2 separate regions of the Mus musculus genome follow, and region 1 is linked to region 2. The links are chromatin contacts, called in public promoter capture Hi-C maps. All regions are on one chromosome and are shown on one strand. The core of a region is the stretch at or near the end of the contact, and the rest is flanking DNA. Distances in the headings are between cores, read along the strand shown.

Region 1 (5,365 bases), core at 2,393-4,892, 1.3 Mb before region 2:
CAGGCCTCTGAAGACAGAGGCTGTCCTTAGCAGGCAGTGACTAGCTCCTCGGGTAGAGCTCCAGGCTCCACCTACGCGGTACGTACCCCCTGACAGTAGGCTCTGTGTACATGGAGCAGTGTGTAGACTATTTACAGGTTCTTTGGTGCACACTCAAGCAAGCTCTGGGCACCAGAACACGGGGATACAGACCTGCATTAGAGCCTTCCTAACAGGAAATATTTTACACATGCTCTGGGCATGTGACAGCTCAGGGCAACAGTCAATTGGACTGCCTATCCTTAGCAAGGTTCAGTGGCTAGAAGACTTTTTAAACCATAAGACACAACCTAACTATAGGGACAAAACCACTGTGTTCAAGTGGCCAGCAAGTCCCACAATACACAGAGGCCGCCAGTCTCTCAAGACAGAAAACATACACTCACGTTTCTTAGGACAGGAAGTGCCAACTGCTCAAAAGAATCCAAGTTCACCACATACTGCCCCACTCGACACTCGGGCTTTCCAGGTAGAGGCTGTGACCTGAAAGAAGACACTGTTTGCTGGAGGATTCCCCACCGATTTCTGGGGTTGGTCTGTTCTGCTGACCCACTTGCTCTCTGCACACACCCTTAACAATCCCCATATAAAAGGAGAGAGTGTACAAGGTTGGACTCACTGTGGTTTCTCTCCTGAAACCAGGCCCTCTCTGAATGTCAGCACCACTCTGGCCAAATTCAGTCTTGCAGTGTGTGATGGTTTGTATATGTTTGGCCCAGGGAGTGACACTATTTGGAGGTGTGGCCTTGTTGGTGTAGGTGTGTCACTGTGGGAGTGGGCTTTTATACCCTCACCCTAGCTGCCTGGAAGCCAATATTCTGCTAGCAGCCATCAGATGAAGAGGTAGAACTCTCAGCTCCTCCTGCACCATGCCTGCCTGGATGCTGCCATGTTCCTACCTTGATGATAATGGACTGAACCTCTGAATGTATAAACCAGCCCCAATTAGATGTTGTCCTCATAAGAGTTGTCTTGGTCATGGTGTCTGTTCACAGCAGTAAAACCCTCGCTAAGATGCAGTATTAACAGTGAGGTCTCTCCAGTGAGTGCACACACCACAGCACAAGAGCTGAGCCCAATGTGGCAGGTCTCCTGTCATCGTTCTAACTAGTCAGGAGGCTGAAGCAAGTGAAGGCAAGAGAACAAAAAGCTTAGGGGCCATTGGGCAACTTAGACTTTCTCAAAATAAAAAGTAAGCAAGGGGTTGCTGGGCATGGTGGTGCACACATCTTAGTACTAGGAAGCAAAGGCGGGTGGATCTCTGTGAGTTCCATACATAGCAAGACCTTGTATCAAAACTAAGGTTAAAATTAAACAGAGAGCTGGGGGTATAGCTTAGTGATTGAGGCTTGCCCATGACACTTCCAGGGCTGGCCACCATGGAACTCCAGGTACTGGGAGACTCCTTGTCTCAGGGAAGAGAGCCACAGAGCAGGACATCAGATGTCCCCGTTTGGCCTCTGCACAGACCCATGGACCACATGCACTCATACAGAGAAGAAATGTTCCCAAGAAGTACAGAGGCCAGGCTAGAGACACCCCACCCCCACCCCTGCAGAAACAAAACACCAGTACCCAACTCTGGACAGAGGCCCCTGGGCACCAGACAGGGTGACGACATCGAATCCTATCCTCTTCCCTTCCTGCCTGACTTCTTGTGTGTAAAATCCATCCACGGGCAGCCCGGAGGACTGCAGGACCTCGATGGCTTTCTGGATCAAGGTTGTTTTGCCAACCCCTGAAAGAGACAAAGGAAGAAGAGGGGTCAAGAAGTTTTACCTTGTCAAGCCCATCTGGCCTGCAAAAAAGCAATAGCTGCAAACAGGACGGGCTGCAAATGTCACTGCCTGCCAGATTGCTCCAGGTGTGAGGGATTTTCCACCCCAGCAGAGGCAGGCGGCGGCATGAAGTTTACTTACTTCTAATGCAGTCCCAGGACATATCTGGGACCTCCTTCACTCCTAGATTTACCCTCTGTTCTGGTTTAAATCTAAAGCATCCCTCCAGCCACTCTTGTGTCTGATCAGGCAGATGGTACTGTGTGGGGAGGTCGTTAAGCCTTTATAGGGCATGAAGCCTGGCTGTGAAGGTGGGTCAGTGGTGGTGGGCCAGAGGGTTGCAGCATAATCCTTATGGATTTTAAGCAAAAGTATGTATGTGCCAACAGCAGATGTTTGTGGCCTAGAACAATAAGGAACAAAGGTCCCACACTTAGCTCCTGAGGGTGGAGTTCCCTGGGGCTACCCCCGCTTTTTGTCTTTTATTATTTACATCCCAAACACTGCACACATACACACACCCCACCACCAACAAAAAGCCTGTCACTTTAACATTTCACTTTAGCTCTCATACCAAGCAGGCAGCACTTTTATTATAAGGGGAGGGGAGTATATTTATGGGCCAGCAAGACGGCTCAATGGGGCAACAAGAACCAACTCCTCAAAGTTGTCCTCTGACCTCCACACCTGCGCACACACTCACATACGTAAATAAATGCAACTTTCAAACTCCATATATCCGTATTTCCAAACAGACAACACACAGCAGCCCAAGAGCTCTTGACCCAGAGGCTATCTCCTCACAGGGATTGTTATGTTAAAAACAGCTGAGCAAGCCAGACAGTGGTGGCCCATGCCTTTAATCCCAGCACTTGGTAGGCAGAGGCAGGTGGATTTCTGAGTTGGGGCCAGCCTGGTCTACAGAGTGAGTTCCAAGACAGCCAGGGCTACACAGAGAAACCCTGTCTCAAAAACCAAACCAAAAAAAAAAAAAACCAGCTGAGCAAAGCCCCCTCTGAGATGACTTACAGATGCTGGTCAATATTTAGGAAGAGGCTGAGAGGCAGTGGTGCTGACAAAGGGTGCTTTCTTTTTAAAAGTCTCGCTAACTTGCTGGAGAGGGGCTTAGAAAGCCAAACCCTTTGGGATGTTAGTGAGACACACTGGAGTGGGGCCTGTAGCGCAAGGGGCGAAGCATTACTAACTCTTGAGACAGGAGGCAGGGGTGTAGAGGTGCAAATCCGGGACTGACAGTACTCCCAGGTTCTCCTCGGGGAGGAGGGGAAAGCCTGTGAGTCCGGTGTTCACTAAACCTCTTATGAACATAGGTATTGATGATGGCTCCGGGTGAACCCTACAGCAGGAAGCTGGGGACCCAACTGCACCCTGATTTCAAATGCAGGGCATGCTGTGCAAGGCCGGCGCGCCTCCAACTGCGGCCCCCTGCTCCTCCCCAAAGCCTCTGCCTGTTCAACTGACTCTAAAGTCTACAGAGTACACCTGGGCCTCAGTGGCGCGAGACCCGGGTGACAACCGGTCCTTGGGGACATGTAACCGGTGCTCCCCAGTCCTCCTGGCCTTCCCTCTCGCCGGGTTGCGATACACCAAGCCAGGCCGGAGACCGGACAGAGGTCCAGGCGCTCTACCTCCCCGCCAAGTCCCGCAGGCTCTGGGTCACCTGGAGGCCCGGTGAGGAACACGTGCCGCGACATGTGCGTGGGGGTCTGGGTGCGGGGTGGTCCAGAGCGGGGCGGTCGGGGGTCAGAATGGGCGGCCAGGCTCCACCCCTTACGCTGAAGGCCACGCCCCTGTCGGCAGGGAAAGCACCGCCCCGCCCCGTGGTCGCGCATGCGTTTCCAACGCTCCCCCCCCCCCCTTCCCGACACACAAGGCGCACGCGCATTCTTCCCTACTCCTGGTGCTATGTGGCAGTGGCTGGCTGTAAGGTCTGGGAACAGTCCTATGTGCCAGACTCACGTGAGGTGTCTGCACGGATGCATTCGTGGAAATTCCAGATACTTGGCCGTTGCTACTTAAGTATCTGAGTTCTGTCCCTGAGACCCTCACCTCAGGCTGCAAGTGAGCTCCTATGTAGCAATAGAAACCCTCCTTGAAGGAGCAGCCGTTGGTGGGATTTGAACTCCGTGTACAATGTTCACTTGGCTGCGGAGCAGTCAGCTGGAGAACAGCTAACCTCAATTTATCCTGGCCTCCACCTCCCGAGATGAATATCTGAGACAAGGTAGTAAGAGTCTAAAGATCTGATTAAGCTTTTTTATTGCAACCTGGAAGTAGAAGGAGCTTCCAGTGACCTGACCTGAGCGGCAGAAACGGCAGAAAGAGTTGTGGAAAGCAGAAACAAGAGCAAAAGCGAGGCTTCTCTCCGCAGAGTTCTCCCCTTCCATTGCTGAAAAAGAACTTCCTCACTGACTTCATTCAGCTGACTGGGACGCCCATGCTCGGGGGAAACTAGCCCAAAACAGTTTTTTCAAAGCCAGTTTGATGGTCATCTTAGTGATAGTGCCTTGATTCCATTTTGGCCCGATCTGGACTGCTAGGGGCTCACACAGCAGCTTGGCCCAAAGCGATGGCCTCCTTTAGACTGGAGTAACTGGCATTGGTCCGGAGAACTTGAACCTGTTTGCAGGAGGTTTTCAAGCTTGCCCACGTTGCAGACCTCTGATGCAGGCGGACTTCCTATCCCCAGCCATGCACCGAATCCCTCATCTCTGCTCCATACCTCCACACTTGTCTATCAACCCACAACTGCCTTACCCAGAGAAAGTGGATCCTTACCTCAGTTAGCCTCGAGACTCATTCCACCAGCAAATGAAGTGGCAGTGGCTTTTGCCCGCGATGTACCTGTAGACCCTTCTAGTCGAGCATGCGTGCAGTTGGGCTTGTGCTCAGTCACCCTCCATTCTGGATGAGAAAGCCATTTCCAGGAATCCTTACCTTTAATTGGTTTGCGAATGTAATATACATACACACATTCACACACACACACACACACACACACACACACACACACACACACATTTTTGGACTCCTTTCAGCAGGCAATATATGCCAGTTTAACAGCTCAGTTTCCTGCTGTTTAAATCACCTAAAAAGATTGGCAAGCCACACCTGCCACTGTCATCTCAGTGTTGTTTATAGCCCTGTGTTACTCTAATGGAGTATTATTACTTCTTATCCCAATGGGTAACTTGCCTTCCGCATCTTGCACCTGCATGGACTCAGAGAATGGCTGATGTAAGCAAAGCAAACCCATGGGAGAACCTTACACAGAGAGACAACATGTATAGAATCCTAAGTGCTTCTTGTATCCAGAATATTCATTTTAAATATTAACCCTCTAGAATTTTCCATCGCTGGCAAGGGGACTGGAATTGTAAGGCGTTCTGGGAGTTGGGTTGTTTTCGGTAGCTCAGAGACAGAATCGACATAGAGAATCAATACCGGAGGAAACAAAGAAAATGTCTACATCGATCTGCTTGGCCTTGGGCACTCTCCCTCTTCCTCTCCTTCTCTCTTTTTAAGACAGG
Region 2 (4,952 bases), core at 1,646-4,145:
ACCCCCCAGAACCTGTATAAAAAGCTGGGCATGGGGGCATGTACCACGAGCTGTACCCTTAAGCTGTGAGCCAGAATAAACCTGTTCTCCCTTAAATGCTCCTGTCAGACTATTTTATCATGTTAACAGGAAAATAAACAAAACAAGACAACCTAAGGCAGTACACTGTAAAAGGAGGATCAGGGCCTCAGAATATAGCCCAGGAGCCCAGGGCTCCTGCAAGGCTCTTAATTCAATCCCAAGCACCACAATGAATGAATGAATGAATGAATGAATGATGAATGAATGAATGAATGAATAATATAAAATTAAAGATAAAAAGAAGGCTCAGACAAAATTAAAAATGACAACAGTGTTTATTTTAAGAAAAGATGTGTATACTTTTATGTTAGTATGAGTCTTTTGTTTGCATGCGTGTATGTATGTGCACTGTGTGCATGCCTGCTACACTCAGAGGCTAGAAGCGGACATTGGATTCCCTATACCCGGAGTTAGAGACAGTTCTGAGCTGCCATATGTGTGCTGGGCACTAAACCTAGTTCTCTGCAAGAATAGCCTGTACTCTTAATCACTGAACCATCTCCCCAGCCCCACCACCCAGGCACGTTCCTTTGTCTACTTTCTATTTGATAAACTTCTGCTCCCAGTCTCTTCCTTCCCTTTCTCCACTTCCTCCTCTTTATTGTTTCCTTTTGGAGATAGTGTCTGCTATACCCAGGCTGGCTTCCAACTTGCTATCTCACTCTGCCGAGGGTGACCTTGAACTTCTGACTCTGTTGCCTCCATCTCCCAACTGCTCCGGATCACAAGCTTGTACCACCACAGCTGGCTTGTGCATTCCCGGAGATCAAGCCGAGGGGGTTCTTGAATGCTTAGCAACAGTTTGCTAGCTGAACTAAATCCCCAGACCTCTTCCTTCTGTTGCTGCCATGTGAGCTACTGGAAGAGGAGCCCAGAAAGCACAGAGGCCCTGTATTTCCTTGGTCTGAGCACCATATCGGGGTCAACGAATGGCTGTCCCTGCTTTAACTGTTACTGTTCTGTCCCGTGCTCCCGCGATGGCAAATTGGCCAGAACCACACCCACATTAGCTGCTTTTTTTTCATCCTTTTTCTGGTCAAGTCTATTTATAGGTACCCACTTCACAGCCTTTGTCAATTTGCTGTACACAGGAATGCTAGAACCCCCACCCCCCCCACCACACACACACACACACACACACACACACACACACACTTCTTTGGCATGCTTTTTCAAGAGAGTGGCAGTGCTCTGCAAATACTTTCTTGCTTATCAGCTAAATACACACAGAGGAGGAAGATCAGTAAGTCGCTTTCTCTTTCCAGCCTGGCTGCTTGTGATTGTCATGGATTCAAGCCTGTGCAGAGACCTGGTTTGCAGGTCACAGGGTCTGGGCACAGGCAGACGTGAGTGAAAATCTCAGCCAGGGCAGATGGGTCCCAGCACCCTTTTTCTTAGAAATAGAAACCCATTGTCTTCCGTTTGTGTAATTATCATTTACTACACCCAATAGGGGTCTCAAGCCCTTCACATCTACTTGGATTTATTTTATGTCGGAGTGAAAGTGACTTTATGACCCAGTTACCATTAATGTGACTTATTGCATTATGTTTGAGAGGAGGAGGAGGAGAGAAGACATTCTGATGAGGGGAGGTCGGCCAGCCGGCCTCATGCTTTGCCCCCAGAAGAGAGGAGACAGACTCTGCTCCATTGTTAGATCTCTGAAACCCTGGCGACCAGCTGTTTGTTTCCTGATCATATAATCCTCTTCCAGATGTGCGTTGTCTTAGGCCTGTGCAAGTGATACCAGGGCGCAGGTGGTGATAGTTCTCATGGAAGCAATTTTGAGTTCAGAAGATGTGAGCATCAAAGGACTGTGAGAAATGACGAGCCACCTCATTCCAGTGTTGCGGTCCTTACATGACAGTTGTTGGAGGAGAGACTGTTTTAGTGTCTGACCCAGGTTCCCAAAAGAGCAAGGTTCGGGGAAGCTAGAAGGGCAACCTGAAATTCACAGGAGTGCTGGGCGCAGCCTCGGCTGGCCGCCCACCTGGAGCGTGTCCGCAGAGTGAATTTCAGAACCGCTGGGCGGACAGCTCCTCGGAGCCGGGCGCGGCTGCGCAAGGGGCGGGCCAAAGAGCACGGAGCACCGGGACCCGCCTCCCTCCCCACGCCGGCGAGCGGCTATGAGCTTATGGGCGGGGCTCCTCGCGACTGACTGCCCTAGCGTCACGCCCCGAGGAGGCAGGGCGACCTGCTATCCCCGCCCCCGCGAGGCCGGCGCTCTCTATTGGCCAGCAGCTGAAGGTGCTGGAGGCGGGCCCGGTCCACGGCTCGCGCCCGGGAAGGTCGGCGGCGCAACGCGGTTGCCGCGGGGAGGGTGCGCGGGGACGCGACGGGGCCGGGCGCGGCGGAGACGCAGCGGGTGGGGGCGGCGGCGGCTCTGGGCAGCGGCTGAGTCTCTTCCCGCCGCGGCCGCAGCCAGCGGCGCCCGAGCTCCAAGGCGCATCCCGGGCGCGCGGCCCGAGCGGCCAAGACGGCGGGCCGGCCGGGCGCGGGGCGGCGCGCGCTGTGCTGCGGGCTGCGCTGGTGGGGAGCCACGGGCCGCGGCGGGGGTCCCGGGCCCGGCGTGTGCGGCTGGGAGGCGCTGTGGGGTGTGGGCGCGCGGGCGGCGGCCGGGGCTATGGCCGAGGGCGGTGGGGGCTCACGGAGGAGGGCTCCGGCGCTGCTGGAGGCAGCCCGTGCACGCTACGAGAGCCTGCACATCTCGGACGACGTGTTCGGCGAGTCGGGCCCGGACAGCGGCGGGAACCCCTTTTACAGCACCTCCGCAGCCTCACGCTCCTCCTCGGCCGCCTCCTCGGACGATGAGCGTGAGCGCCCCGCGCCTCCGGGGACCGCCCCGCCATCCTACGCCGCGGATCCCTTGGAACTCGAGGAGGACGAGACCGGTGGGGGCTGGAGCGCCGTGCTGAGGGATCGCCCGTCCCCGCGCTTCGAGGACACCGGTGGTGAGGATCGACCGGGGACACTGGGGTGCAGGGACACACAGGGCGCGGTCTGAAGGCTGGAGCACGGGCCAGACTGGTTCCAGACACACCCGACCTGCACCTGTGTGTTTCTGGAAACAGCTGGTTTGGGGAGCAGGGATTAAACAGAGAGGGTCCTACTGCACAGGATGGTGGTCCCAGGTTTCTCGTGGGTGGAGACCAAGCCAGCAGCACTTTGCCAGAGGCTTTCGGTCGTCTGGCAGTGTCACACCTGTGGGGTCAGTAAAGTATGGCTCTTTTGGTGGAGGGGATCCAAACGCCTGGCACGGCTGAGGCTGAGTCCTTTGCAGTACGCAGGATCTAGGTGTCAGGGGTCAGGCCAGTCGCAGCTGAAGCACATAGAGAGCCCAGAGCCAGAGCATATCAGCATCTTCACTGCTCTCTGTTTTCCCGAGAAACTTCCTGTGGTGCCAGTCGATCTCTAGCTGAGCACCGGAAGGAGCCAAGGGTGATTCCACTGCGTTAGGGAGTGTTAGTCCGAGTTACTTTCAAGGTGTGTAGACCAGACTCAGATTATCCGGAGGCGACTGGAGTTGAGCACAGCCACCCTGCTACTCTGAGCCCTCAGCTGTTGGCTTCTGCAGAGTCTAAAATAGTGCTGCTTTGCAGCAGCTTGGTCAGCTTCTGCTTTCTGAGATGTGGAAACTGCTTTCCCATATGATCCTCAGTGCTGCTGTTCAGGCTCCATGGCTTCCTAGCAGCCAGATGTTACACCATATATTCTGTGAAGTGCACACAACCAGTGTGAATGGGCACCAAGGAGTGCCCCTTTGCATAGTCTCTCTCTCTCTCTCTCTCTCTCTCTCTCTCTCTCTCTCTCTCTGTGTGTGTGTGTGTGTGTGTCACTCACACACACACACACACACTTTGGGCAGTGTACATGACACTATAGCTATTGTTCCTCAAGATTGCAGGTGCACAGGAGGTAGGCTCCAGGGCCTGGGTATGGAAACGTAGCTGCAGGGAGCTGGCAATGGGAAAGGTTGGCCCAGCCCTGGAGGGAGTGTTCTGCAACCTTGCCAGGCTGCGGTGTGGATGGGCAAAGTTGCATCTGGATTGGAGGGTTACCATCACCATGCAAGGTTCTAAGTGGGTACATTTTAAAACCCAACCATTTGGCTGTGGTTTATGGTACTCTAAATTGTCCTCCTATATGCCACCCTTCATTTCCCAGTGTGCCTTAAAGGCCTCCTGCCCTGGACAGCTGCTTTCCATATTGGATGTTGGGATTGTACCAGCCTGGTGCCCTGGTTTGTCAGTCTTCGTGCTGTGAGCCTTTGTGATCCTGTGTTGATCTTGCAGCACTTAAGATGCCTACTGTAGATGTCTACAGAGGAGAATTCGGCAAAGCTGAGGTCACAGGGCAAAATAGGGATGTCGTGCTGGGCTTAGTTTAGATGAAGGGTCTGGTATTGAGAAGGGTAAACACACAAAAGCGATTTAACCAGAACTTTCTTTCTTAGTAATGTATAAGTCAAGATGTTCAGAAGCAAAGCCCTCTGTCCACTGTTCACTCTGTCCACTCCCAGCCTGAAGTCCAGGATTGCCTGCCACTGGCATTAGGGTCATATCCTCCTTTCTGATAGTGCCACTGAGTTTGAGCCTGTTCCTGAGAGTCACTCAGAGGTTCCTTAGGCAAAGGCATTAGCGGCTATTTGCTGGTATTTGTGGCCAGTGTTGCTTTTCTGCTTTAGGAGCGATCCTCTCGTTTAAATTTAGATCTACTTTAGAATTTCCTCTGTGGTACCCGCTACCCAAGGGAAACACGGGGAAAGGGGAGAGGGACAGAGTTGATGGCTTGTTGAGCCCAAGGAAAGTGATTTATCAGAGCTTAAAATAGATTCCTGATTTCCAGGTTGGTCAGAAAAGATCCTTGAGCCC

Evidence for each region. Promoter capture Hi-C pulls out the DNA fragments that hold promoters and counts their contacts.
Region 1: a promoter capture Hi-C map of embryonic stem cells shows a contact between it and region 2, with 2.8 times the contacts expected there. The contact joins the promoter of Ntpcr here to the promoter of Pgbd5 in region 2. A contact is called at or near these places in 2 of 39 promoter capture datasets (embryonic stem cells and liver).

The regions. Positions count from the first base shown.
Region 1 is chr8:125,732,480-125,737,844 of GRCm38.p6, reverse strand. It overlaps Ntpcr (nucleoside-triphosphatase, cancer-related), which reads right to left and starts at 3,642. Exons shown (of 5, transcript NM_025636.5): 1 at 3,496-3,642; 2 at 1,615-1,777; 3 at 426-522. The coding sequence starts at 3,529.
Region 2 is chr8:124,431,879-124,436,830 of GRCm38.p6, reverse strand. It overlaps Pgbd5 (piggyBac transposable element derived 5), which reads left to right and starts at 2,895. Exons shown (of 7, transcript NM_171824.2): 1 at 2,895-3,032.